Linked DNA regions of Mus musculus: regions 1 and 3 are each linked to region 2. Evidence: chromatin contacts called from public ChIA-PET and HiChIP or PLAC-seq data. All regions are on one chromosome and are shown on one strand. Each heading gives the region's core, a stretch centred on a gene start, on an enhancer-like site or on the middle of the called end of the contact. The rest is flanking DNA. Distances are from core to core; before and after follow the strand shown. Region 1 holds the start of Gas7 (growth arrest specific 7). Region 2 has its middle 100 kb from the start of Gas7. Region 3 has its middle 23 kb from the start of Gas7.

What was found. ChIA-PET counts read pairs in DNA pulled down with a chosen protein or histone mark. HiChIP or PLAC-seq counts read pairs in DNA pulled down with a chosen protein or histone mark.
Region 1: a contact with region 2 is called in an H3K4me3 HiChIP or PLAC-seq map of bone marrow-derived macrophages, with 3 times the contacts expected there. The contact joins the promoter of Gas7 here to the enhancer-like site in region 2. A contact is called at or near these places in 6 of 39 promoter capture datasets (cranial neural crest, embryonic stem cells, hippocampal neurons and 2 more), 5 of 484 Hi-C or Micro-C datasets (bone marrow-derived macrophages, cerebral cortex, neurons and 2 more), 4 of 115 datasets of contacts at active chromatin or transcription factors (bone marrow-derived macrophages, memory CD8 T cells and microglia) and 4 of 9 other capture datasets (adipose tissue, bone marrow-derived macrophages, liver and 1 more).
Region 3: a contact with region 2 is called in an RNA polymerase II ChIA-PET map of memory CD8 T cells, with 43 read pairs. The contact joins two enhancer-like sites. A contact is called at or near these places in 5 of 39 promoter capture datasets (cranial neural crest, embryonic stem cells, hippocampal neurons and 2 more), 2 of 484 Hi-C or Micro-C datasets (pre-pro-B cells and uterus), 2 of 115 datasets of contacts at active chromatin or transcription factors (bone marrow-derived macrophages and memory CD8 T cells) and 1 of 9 other capture datasets (bone marrow-derived macrophages).

The regions. Positions count from the first base shown.
Region 1 is chr11:67,584,301-67,588,280 of GRCm38.p6, forward strand. It overlaps Gas7 (growth arrest specific 7), which reads left to right and starts at 2,200. Exons shown (of 14, transcript NM_001109657.3): 1 at 2,200-2,515. The coding sequence starts at 2,513.
Region 2 is chr11:67,480,979-67,484,724 of GRCm38.p6, forward strand. It overlaps a transcript of Gas7 not described here. Among named protein-coding and RNA genes, the nearest start is that of Gas7, 100 kb to the right of the region's middle. Within about 2 kb of position 1,348, at least 73 of the 459 cell types and tissues checked have an H3K27ac peak or open chromatin away from gene starts, as enhancers often do. A contact at or near this core is called in adipose tissue, bone marrow-derived macrophages, cerebral cortex and 2 more, where this site is marked.
Region 3 is chr11:67,561,856-67,565,673 of GRCm38.p6, forward strand. It overlaps a transcript of Gas7 not described here. Among named protein-coding and RNA genes, the nearest start is that of Gas7, 23 kb to the right of the region's middle. Within about 2 kb of position 1,581, at least 117 of the 459 cell types and tissues checked have an H3K27ac peak or open chromatin away from gene starts, as enhancers often do. A contact at or near this core is called in bone marrow-derived macrophages and memory CD8 T cells, where this site is marked.

The DNA.
Region 1 (3,980 bases), core at 950-3,449, 100 kb after region 2:
TACAGAATTAAAACTGGACCACCAGGTAACTTTCCATTCTTCAGTCTCCTTCTTGTCTCCAAGTTTGGCTGATCTAAGAACATCATCTAAGAAGACTCACATAGAATGTATCCATCTTGATGAGTTTAATTCAATTAGCATAGTGTAAAATAAACATAATGTTGGAGCATATGGCAGAATGTGCCTTCCTTGTTAAAGACAGAATAATACTCCATTGTATTTATTATTGTTACATAACTTGTGTATGTGTGTGTTCAAGTTTGTGTGTGTGTGTGGGGGGGTGCATGTGTGCATGTGTGTAGACCAGAGGCCAATGATAAGTGTCTACTTCAATTGTTTTCTACCTTACATTTTTTGAGATATGGGCTCTTATACCTAGAGCTCTCTGATTGGCTAGACTGACTAACCAGCAGGCTTTGGGGTTCTGCCTGCCTCTGCCTCATGCCCCCATCCCGCTAGTACTAAGGTTACAGACATACGTGACCATGCCTGGCTTTTCGTATGAGTGCTGGGAACCCAAACTCAGGTCCACATGATCGCACAACAGGTACACTGACCACTAAACCATCTCCCCAGGACCTAAACAACATTTTGTTGTTGTTTATACATTTATCCATTAAGGGACACTTGGATTATTTTTGTCACGAATAAGAATGTATAAATATCTCTTCAAAACATTGCTTTCAACTCTTTGGGGTGTGTATCCAGAACCCAAGTGATGCAGGTGATAACTCCTGTAGTTTTGGTTTGCATTTCCCTAATATTTCCATGATGTTGAGCATCTTTTTGTCTCCTTACAGGCCATGTTATAACTTTGGAAGGATGACCTGTGCTGATTTTTCACTCGGCTTATTTGCTTTTTGTTATCAAATGTAGACTTTGTCTTGTGCTCGGGGACAGCTGCCTGTCTCCCACACTTTGAGCCACTGTGAGAATAAAAACACGGCAGCAGCTCTTACCGAGTGTGCGCAGTGTCCTCACTGCACCAAGTGCTGTTTTATTTTTCCCTTCGCATCCATTTAGAAAGATACTCAAGTGTCTCTACTTAACCTCTGGGAAAAACCTGAAGCCTGCCTGCCTTGTCTGAGACCTCAGAGCAGTGTAACAGCAGCACCACTGAGACCCTGGACTGACTCCATTGCTGGGTGGTAACCTGATTTACATAATCCTATATAAAGAACCAGTCAGGGACTGCAGCCTCTTGGTAGAATGCTCATCTAGCATACAGAAGGCCCTGAGTTCGAGTCCTAGCACACACACAAAAAGCAATCAGTTGCTAAAATCCCAGAGTTTGTAACAGAAAGTAAACAGAAATATACAATCTGAGTGCTAAAACTTTAATGGCTCCAGAAGGCCTCTGTTTGTTTATTTGTCTATCTGTGTGTACATCTGTATGTGCACATATGTGTGTGTGTGCATGTGTGAACACAGCCATCTGTGTGTCATGGCATGCCTATCTCAGCTGCGAATCTTTGCCTTTCACCTCCTTTGAGATGATATCTCTTGTTTGTCCTTCCACACCTCAGGCTACCTGGCCCACGAGCTTCCAGGAGCTTCCAGATTTCCTGCCTATCTTCTGTCTTACCTAAAACCTCTGTGGTTATGGACATATTCTACTGTGGATATCTGGTTTTCTTGTGTTCTGGGGATCTGAATTTAGGTTCTCATGCTAGCTCAACAAACATTCTCCCCACAGAACTGACTCCCCAGCTTCCAGAAAGCTTTTAAACAGGACATCAGATTCACTGGGGATCCAGGCCCCTACCTAACCTATATAACTGGTAGTAGATACAGCATTGCTCTTGGGTCCAGCCCTGTCTTTACTTACAGCCTTTGGTGATAGATAGTGAGCATAGATTGAAAGCCAAGGCCAGAGATTAGTTTCACACAATCGTTCTTTCTGGAAATTCTCCACTCTTTTCATACTGGCTTTTATCAGACCTTGGATTCACACAGCTGGAGCCAGGCCCAAGCCAGAGCCCTGACTTAGGTTTGGGAAGAAGTTGGCTGAAACTTCTCCCAGCAGGGATAAGGCAGGCCCAGGGAGTCCTGTCTAAAATGCAGTAGACAAAGGTGCCCTTGTTCATAGGCCTTGGGGTGGGAGTCATCTGGTCAGTGACACAGGCTTGGCTATTGTATGCTCTGACCTAAGCCAATTTTTTTTTAGGCTGAGAAAGGGGGTGGGAGGGGAAGTCCTCTAGAAATTGTATCTGGAAAGGCCTGCATGGGCTGTTGATTTCCCAACAGGCACGGGAGCAGATTTGGGAGGAACTGTGCAATGTAGTGGGTTCTTTGTGAAAGAACAGAGATGTCAGTGATGAGAAAAGCCACAGGAACATCCCCCAGGGTGCTCAGCGCACTGGCCCCGGGGCAGCTGCTTGCTTCAGCCACACTTTCCTCAGAAGGTGCCATGCAGAACAAGTTGCCTGGAGCCCAGTCCTGAGCCTGGGGCTTCAGACCAGCCCTGGCATCTCTTCCATAGCAACTGCCCTTAAGGACCAGCTGAGCACTCATGGTAAGAACCACTCCTGCAGAAGTATGCTTGACCTACCCTCTCTGTCTGTTGTGAAAATGCCTTTCATAGTGCAGAGAGGAGATTCTGAAGACCCTGTGAGATTGGATAGTACTTGGTGAGTCTGGAAGTTCTGTGGACCCTGTGCCAAGAGGGCATATGTGCCCAAGACAAGAGCAGAAAGAGGAGGTATGGGCAGAGAGTAAACGATGGGTGGGGGTGGGGTGGGGTGAGGAGTTGTGTGGAAAGATGGGAGAGGAGTGTTTGGAGTGGGAAGGCTCACCTGAGACAGGTAGTTAAAGGCATGTGATGGAGAAGAGAGCCACTGTGGACTTATTTATACCTTTGTACCATTCTTCTTTTTCTATATATATTATATATTATATTTTTCTAAATATAAAGCATGGCTTCTTCCTGCCCATCTGGCATCTCCCCCATGCCCCAGATTTACCGGGAAAGTTCTGAGGTGCAAGATCTAGGGAAGAACAGTGAATCTCTGCATTAGGGGAAGGTAAAGGGAGCCTTTGGGTGTCTCCGCTCCCCAGATGGTAGTTAGGCAGCAGTGACATCTAACTCGGTTTCCAGATTGGCACATGCCTCCTCTCAGTTTGTCAGTGGAAGCTTTTCTGAGATAGTGGGGATAGAAAACCTTGTTTTGCTGACCTCTGAGCCTGGATGGTCGCCTTTCCTATGATCTGCCCTTTAGCCTAGGCTTTGTATGGCATCCCCCTTCCCACTGCTAAGGTTCTCTGTGGCTGTGAGGTCCAGTTCACAAGGCAAGGCTACTCAGATCCTTCATGGAATCTTCCTCCACCTTGCTAGGCCACCAAGCACCCCTGATTTGAACATTCCTTCCCAGAAGCTTGAACTGGGACCAGGAGAAGACAATAATGCTTGCTACCCAAGAGTATCCTCTAACTGGGACCCTTGACCTCCCAAGAATATGTATACGGAAGTTTTGTAATAATAAACCGGTGTCTGAATGGTCCAGGGGGGCTTAGACCCACAGATGTAGTGCTGGGCCAAGACTGGGATTCTACATTTTTAGTTATCTCCCAAAGGACACGTGTGATGCTGGTTCAGAGGACCACCCTTGGAGAGTTACTGCTGGAAGGACCACAGGCTAGACCATCATGTTATAACCAAGTGAGGAATGCTCAAGATTGGACTACGGCAAGCTATGGAGATGCTGCTGGGCCTGATCAGCCCTGAGGAGGAAGGGAGGATCCGCAGAGAACATGCACACTCGTATCCTGAGAGCAAGGAAGGGTTCAAGGCCAGCTTGTAGCAATGTGGGACACGTGGAGGTGCAGGTCCATTGCTGGGGTGTGCCTAAGTTGAAATGGACTGTGTGTCTAGGGTATAGTGGTGAAGTGGATATACTTATTACTTAGGTGACAGGCTCTACTGGAACCCGCCTGGTGTGTGACTCTGGCTTCTAGTGACACATTGACAGGAACAGAGACAG
Region 2 (3,746 bases), core at 98-2,597:
CAGCAGCCCTGGGTGATGGCAATGGCAGAGCATCAGCCAAAGCTGGGTGAGAGGACAGAGAATGTGAACCGTAGCAGTGTCATCCTGTCTCTGGCTTGGTTTCCAGACAAGCTTGAGGCTGTTTGTGGTCCAGGAAGGAGGCAGGTTGATGGGCTCTTGGCATGTAGAAAAATGCAGCCAGCAGACCTGGGGAATACTTGGGGAAGAGCAGCAGATGGGCGTGTTGCTTTGGGAATGCTGTGTCCTGAAGCCTCTGGAAAGTGACAGCTGTGGTCTTTGATTTCCCCTAATGTGTTTGTTCATGGTGTCTCTCATAGACTTGCTCTCTCCTCATTTAGCCCAAGATAGCTTGAATTTGCTATGTGGTTTAGGGTGACTTTGAACTTGTGATTCCCCTTGCCTCCACCTCCTGAGTGCTTCCCCTCGTGTGTGTGTTATCTCCATGCCTGATATATTCCGTGTTGTGGATTGAAACTAGGGCTTTGTACATGACAGGCTTGCACTCTACCAGTCAACCTATAGACTAGCCCAGTTGGGGGTTTTTGTTTGCTTTGTCTTGTTTTTGAGACAGGCTCTCCTTGTGTAGCCCAGGCTGGCCTCTAGTTGTTGATGTCTGGAGATCCTTAAACCTTAAGCCTGGGATTACAGATGTCGCCCATCATAGGCAGCTTGCCCCTCATACACTTGTGAATATAAGCAGTACAGAGCTTACTGTAAGTTGTCAAAGGCTTCATTTGTTTAGTCCTTAATGACTGCAGGGAGCGTTCTCATCTAATCTTCCAAACAGCCTGGAAAAGTGGATTCCAGTTCTCAGATAAAGAAACTCAAGACCCAGAGAGAGGCTGTGGAGTTTTCTCAGACCACACAGCCGGAGGTTCCAACGCTGCTTGGAACCAGTGTTCTTCTATGTTTTATCCTCCCTTGCACGGGCTGTCTGGTTTTAATAGCAGATAAGAACCATGTGGCTGAGTTTATTTAGGGAGATGGGAAATGAGTCCTGGAGTTGGTCTGCATTCATTTTGGAGAATATTTTTCCCCTAACTTTTTGCGATTCCTCCTCCTCCTCTTCTTCCTCCTTCTCCTCCTCCTCCTCTTCCTCCTACTCCTCCCCTCCCTCTACCTTCTTTTCCTTTGAGACACTGTCTTAGAAATTCCCATATATGCTAGGCTGGCCTCACACTAAAAACAATCTTTCTACCTCAACTTCCCAAGTGCTGGGATTGCAGAGACGGGCCACCACGCCCAGCCACATTTTAAGGTTTTTCAAGTCAGGAGGAAGTTCCGTGCAAGTCGCAGGTGGCTCTTCCTGTGACTCAACCAGTGCAGAGGCCTCTTTTCTCCACAGCGTTCAAGCCAATTTCCCTCTAAATTGGTATGTTCCTCATTTGCTTCCAAGGGTCTGGTCGAAGGAACTGCTATCCCTGTGTCTTGGTGACAGGCATGGAGCCAGCTGTGGAGGACCCTGCAGCCTGGGACAGAGTTTCCGATGCTCCGCAGGAGTGCTGCTTTGGACAGAGTTCCAGCAGCCTGGCTCAGGCTCCATCTGGCAGGAGAGGCTGCTGTGCTGGAGGGAGAACCCAGGGAAAGCTTGCCTGGAGGAAATTCAGTCAAGATGTTCGCTTTTAACACCTCTGGTCTTCTTCCAAACCAGAACAGGAAAAGATTCTTTCTTAAGGGGTAAAGAAAGTTTTAGGGTTTTCTGTGAATGGAGCCGAGTAGGGCAGATCCTACTAAGCTCTTTGTGGCTGGAGTAAAGCTGGAGAGAAATGCCTGGGAGTTAGAGGATCTTTTCTCTTGGCTGGGCCTCAGGCTTAGAAGACAGTTGATTCCCAGTGGCTTTTGCTGGCCCAACAACTGAAAGTGCCTAGTGGCCTCAGAGTTGCTAAGATCGGTGAGTGGGGTGAGTGGGAGCTGGCACAGTTGGGAGTGCTCTGAGGGAAAGAAATCCCCTGGGGTGACTTGAAGTCACCATTAAAGAGCCATTATACCTTTTCTTCCCTTTTAGAAGTCCCCTCAGATATCTGATAAGATAAGGGATTCTTTAGCCTAGACATGACTATATCCCTAAGGCTCAAAGCCCAAGTTAGGAAAATCTTGGACAGCAGATCCTGTTCACAAACAAACAAACAAACAAACAACCGCAAACACAAACAAAACAAGCCAGAAAGGTTGCTCCTGGAGCAGTTGCTCATTACACAAGCTGGAGCCCAGAAGCTGGAGACCACCATGATCAGATTCCACGGGGTCCCTGCTCTGCAGCCCTCGTCTATCTGCTTTAGTTTGAGACAACAAACAGAGCCGTCAAAACTAAGTAGACTGGTGACTTGGAAATTTGTAGATTTAGATGGATAGACAAACAAGGTGTCTTTAGGAGTGGACATCTGAGCGTTGTCCCTGAGACCTCGGGGAACAAATGCAAATGTGGATTTCTGGAATAAGGTTATCCAGTCAGAAAACATTTGAATGTGCAAAAACCCAGAGGCCTGAGCATCCTGGCATAGACAGCAGGTTAGTGTGGCTAGAGCAAATGGATGTGTGGGGGACTAAGCACTATGGAGAGGCACTGAGAGATCAGAGGGGCCCCTGGCCACCAGCACAGTGGAGACCTGACATTTAATTAGAATATCTTTTTTAAAAGATTACTTGTTTTAGATAGGGTTTCATTATGTAGGCAAGGTTGACCTAGGACTCACTGTATAGATCAGGCTGGCTTCAAACTCACAGAGATCCATCTGCCTCAGCCACCCAAGTGCTGGAATGAAAGGCACGCATCACCATGCCTGACTTTAGATCAGATTTGATAGAGGAAAGTCTTGGTCATCTTATAAGAGATACTCTGCTGCTTTGTGAGGTTGGACCATGAAGGAAACCAAGGTAGAAGGACAGAAGGACAGAAGGACAGAAGGAGGGAGATGAGTGGTAAGTCCTATCTCAGTAATGCAAGCAACGAGTCGTGTTGGCTTTGACCAAGGTTGCTGATATTGAGAGGGCTAACACAGTCGAGTTTTGAAGGCAAGACTATGGGACTTGGGATCAACCAGATGGACAAAGCTTGAGAGATAAGTGGAAATGGTTCCAGAGCGAAGCTTATTGGCTTAAGAGACAGGAAGGAGTGAGTACAAGAAGTGAGGATCGTAAGCAGCAGATTTGGGAGAAGGGTTGTAGTTTGTTTTGGACATGTTGAGGCTGAGGTTCCTATATTCATTGACTATTAAGTAGGCATTAGTGTGCTGGGGTTGAGCCCGGGGCTTTATGCATGCCCGGCAAAGGCTCTACCATTGAGCTATTGCCTCCGTTTTGAGTAGGCATTTGGAAAGATCATTCTTTTTTTTTTTAATTTTTTTATTAGGTATTTTCCTCATTTACATTTCCAATGTTATCCTAAAAGTCCCCCATACCCTCCCCCCTCCCCCCCTACTCCCACTTCTTGGCCCTGGCGTTCCCCTGTACTGAGGCATATAAAGTTTGCATGACCAATGGGCCTCTCTTTCCACGGATGGCCAACTAGGCCATCTTCTGATACATATGCAGCTAGAGACACGAACTCCGGGGGGAGGGGTACTGGTTAGTTCATATTGTTAGAATTGGGGACAAAACACCCATGGAAGGAGTTTCAGAGACAAAGTTTGGAGCTGAGACAAAAGGATGGACCATCTAGAGACTGCCATATCCAGGGATCCATCCCATAATCAGCCTCCAAACGCTGACACCATCGCATACACTAGCAAGACTTTGCTGAAAGGACC
Region 3 (3,818 bases), core at 331-2,830, 81 kb after region 2:
AATTTGCTATCAGGATTTAGCCAGCCAGGGGCCAGACAGCAGGGGAGGGCCATTCTGCGGTGCATTCTACCGCTGGAAAGGAAGAGTAGATGGCATAGAAGCAGATGGGGTGGCTCAGTGGATTATGGTGATTGCTGCCAAACCTGATAACCTGAGTTCAGTTCCCAGTACCCACATGTTAGAAAGAGAGAACCAACTCCAACAAGTTGCCCTTTGGCTTCCATGTACAGACCATGGCATGTGCATCCTTCATGCTAAGTGAATAAATAAGAAAGAAAGAAAGAAAGAAAGAAAGAAAGAAAGAAAGAAGGAAGGAAGGAAGGAAGGAAGGAAGGAAGGAAGGAAGGAAGGAAAGAAAGAAAGAAAGAAAGAAAGAAAGAAAGAAAGAAAGAAAGAAAGAAAGACAGAAAGGAATCTTTAAAAAGCGCCGTTAGCATATCTGATCCTGCTTTCTTTAACAGGCCAGTTTGTGATATCACCCCTCACCTAGTGTTTGAGAAGTTTTCACTATTTCCTAGTGATGGTAGTGGTCCATCTCTTAAACTATTCCTATGCATGTACTTGATGCCAAACACCTGCTTTGCTTCTGAGAACCTGCAGCTTGGCTACATGCTAGGCACACGGTGCCTGTGTAACCAGCCCCTAATAATAATTCTGGACCCTCGAGTTACAGTAGATTGTTCTTGGGTCAGAGGGCACATTACACAGGCAGGAGGATCTGAGTTCAGAGTCTCAGCAACAAAACGAGCCAGGCGTGGCCACCCCTGTGTTTTGTTATCTCAGCTCTGTGGGAGGAGGAGATAGGAGGATTGCGGCAACTGGGCTCCAGGCTCAGTAAGAGACCCTGGCTCAAGGAAATAAGGCAGAGAGCCATAGAGCAGGACACTTGATGTCCTTTTCTGACATCCTCCTGTGTGTGGAGGGTTGGGGAAGGGGTGGCAAAGACTGGACCTGGGGACTCGTGAGTTTCCTTAGTAGACAGTGATTACAATTACACATTCTGTCACAATCACTGCTGGGGGAGATCAGCATGCCCCACATGACTCTATCTGCTGGGAGAAATTCCCTGGGGAGGACTCTAGAACTCAACTCATTTACTCAAGGATTTGCCTCTGTCTCCACAGCCCTTCAGAGGGTTATTTTGTATCCTGTTGTTGAAATAGCCCTTAGCCAGGAGCAGAGACAGTGTGTCGAATCTTATGAGTTCTATTAACCAACCATCAAACCCAGGACTGGTCTAGAGGACCCACAATATTCCGTCTCAGATTGAGACCAGCCTCGGCACCAGCAAAAGACCTTCCTAAACCAAACAGGAAGAGGTGCCACGAGGCAAGTGCTGCTCCTGAGGAGGGCCAGTCTCTCAATAACGAATAAGGTGGGGCTTGCCTTCTCGGGGTACTGGTGTGATATGGCTTCACTTCTCACTGAACAGGAGAAGCAGGAGGCCCTGTTGGGGCTTTTCACACATGGCTTATGCCTCAGCTGTGACTCATACTAAAAAGTGCTGAAGGATGGAGAACACTCTTAGTGACCAGGGTGAAGGCAGTGTCAAAGATGCCACACCCTGGTCGTTATTTGCCTGTAACCATGACTACCATCTGAGATAGTGTCAAGATTAAGGAATGTTGAGATCTGCTTCCCTCCAGGGGACCTGACTCACTTAAGAAATGTACTTTCAACGAGGGTTCAGAATACCAGGAAGGGTTTAGTACCTGACTCCAACCCACTTGAGCCAGGGTCTTGAAAGCAGAGCTATACAGACAAACAAACAACCGTGCTGTGACAGAAGAACAGGACAAGACTAGGAAGTTTTCAGACACCCTTGGCTTAAGATTGGAGGTAGAGTTGTCAGGTTGTTCTGTGGAGACCACTGGTGGGGTGGCCTCTGTTCAGACTTTCCTCTAGGTGGTCGGGAGGAGACTTAGAGAAGTGGACCCATTTGACTGGTTGGAAAACTGAGGGAAGTAGAATATAACAGGAGACAGAGGAGACCCAGCTGGCATGGGATGGATGCTTGATTCTATCAGATCTCACTAGAACATTCTAGTAAGGATGATGGTAGGACCCAGCGACAAGAGCAGGAGCTATGGCATGCAGCAGAATACACAAAAGCAGGGCAGTCATCAATGTTTCATGTCCATCTGCCCAATTAAATCGTACCACTGTATAACTTAATAACAGCATCTCTATTATTTCTGTTGTCATGGGGACTGCCTATTCCAGATATTGTCCAGAGAGATCAAGTATCTTGCCTAAGCCAGGTGTGGATTTGAACTCAGCTCCCAAGTTCATAGTAGTTGTTGCCAGTACTTTGTACGGGGTTGGTTAGCTAGCAAGGTCACGACAGTGTCATGCTCTAATATCAGTGTTCTCCTAGGCTTTAAGCTCTACCCTTTTTTCACTAATAGACCATGAAATGAATAGAAAACTACTTAGAAAGTGAACCTCTTAGGCCAACCACCTCCTCGTGTAGGGTTCATCTTAGTGCTGCAAGCATTCCGGGAACCCCCTGGCTTTCTACACTTTGGGAAACCCCAGTTCACAGTCTTTGTTTCCTCTGTAAACCACAGAGAAAAGCTATCAGCCAGGGGTTTCTGCACCACCGTTCCTCAAAGCCATTTCTGTCCTCAGAGCATGTAAGTCCTGAGACTGACACACACCGTCTTCAGGTTCAGCTCAGAGTTGAGACTGTTGGAAGGGGTTCCTCAGCACATGTCGATGAGGATCTACATGCAGACAGCAGCCTGACTCAGTGTGGTTGGGGGTGGGGCAGCTGATAGTGGCTCTCACAGATCTGTCTTTGCTTAATCCCCAGAAACATGAATTTTTTGTTTGTTTGTTTGTTTGTTTGTTTGTTAGAAGAGGTCTTAGCAGATGTATTACATACATTAAGGCTCTTGAAACTGCCCTGGGTTATCTCGGTAAACCTTGATGTAATCACAAGTGTCCTTGGCAGGGGGCTAAGGTTGAGATAGGAGTTCGAATGTTTAAGGAAGAGCATGTTGAGGAAGCCAGAGGCTGACACAGCAGTAAGAGGACCGAGCAGCCACCAGGAGCTGAAGGAGGCAAGAGCTGAGTTCTATCACTTCTTAGTGGACATCCTACTCAAGTTGACTTTCAAGGAAAAAGGATTTTCCAGCTTGATATAACTGATCATTCCCTGGAAGTTTAGCTTCAGACAAGGTTTGATCAGGTAGCTTAGCAAATGTTAGCACACTACAAAGTTTTTGCCCTTGCTTCTTCCTTCTCTTTTCTCCATCCCTGTCTTTTCCATTGACTCTATTCCTTGGTGAGCTGTCTGGAAACCCACCCTCAACTTTCAAGCTTGCTTCTCATCATAATACCTCTTTTCCTTAATAATTCCAACCAGGGTCTAAGGATTCATTCTCATAGGTCTGTCTTGGGTCATGGGCACATCATTGAAATCGTTGCTCTGGCCAAGGCACAAGATCTCCTAATTACCCAAGCTGAAGCCATTGGTCCCAGAAACTGTGAGCATTGAAAACAGAAACTTGTGGATCTCTTACCAGTGGGGTTTATACATGATCACCAGTGGCAGGGAGATGCTGCACAGATCTGGATGTTACAGGCTGCTTCTGGTCTCATGGCTACAAACTCCGATAAGATGCCTTGGGATCCCACAGTGGCTTCTACACCACCACACAGATTGTCCTGGCTATTCAGGAGACCCCAAGCCATGTTCACCTCTACTCCAGCCTCTGCTGACAAGGGAGTCTCCCTTCATTTGTTGGGGAATCCAGCAATAGTAGCAGCTGCCATCCTGCGGGAGGAGGGTGGCAGGCATCCATTTGAAAGAC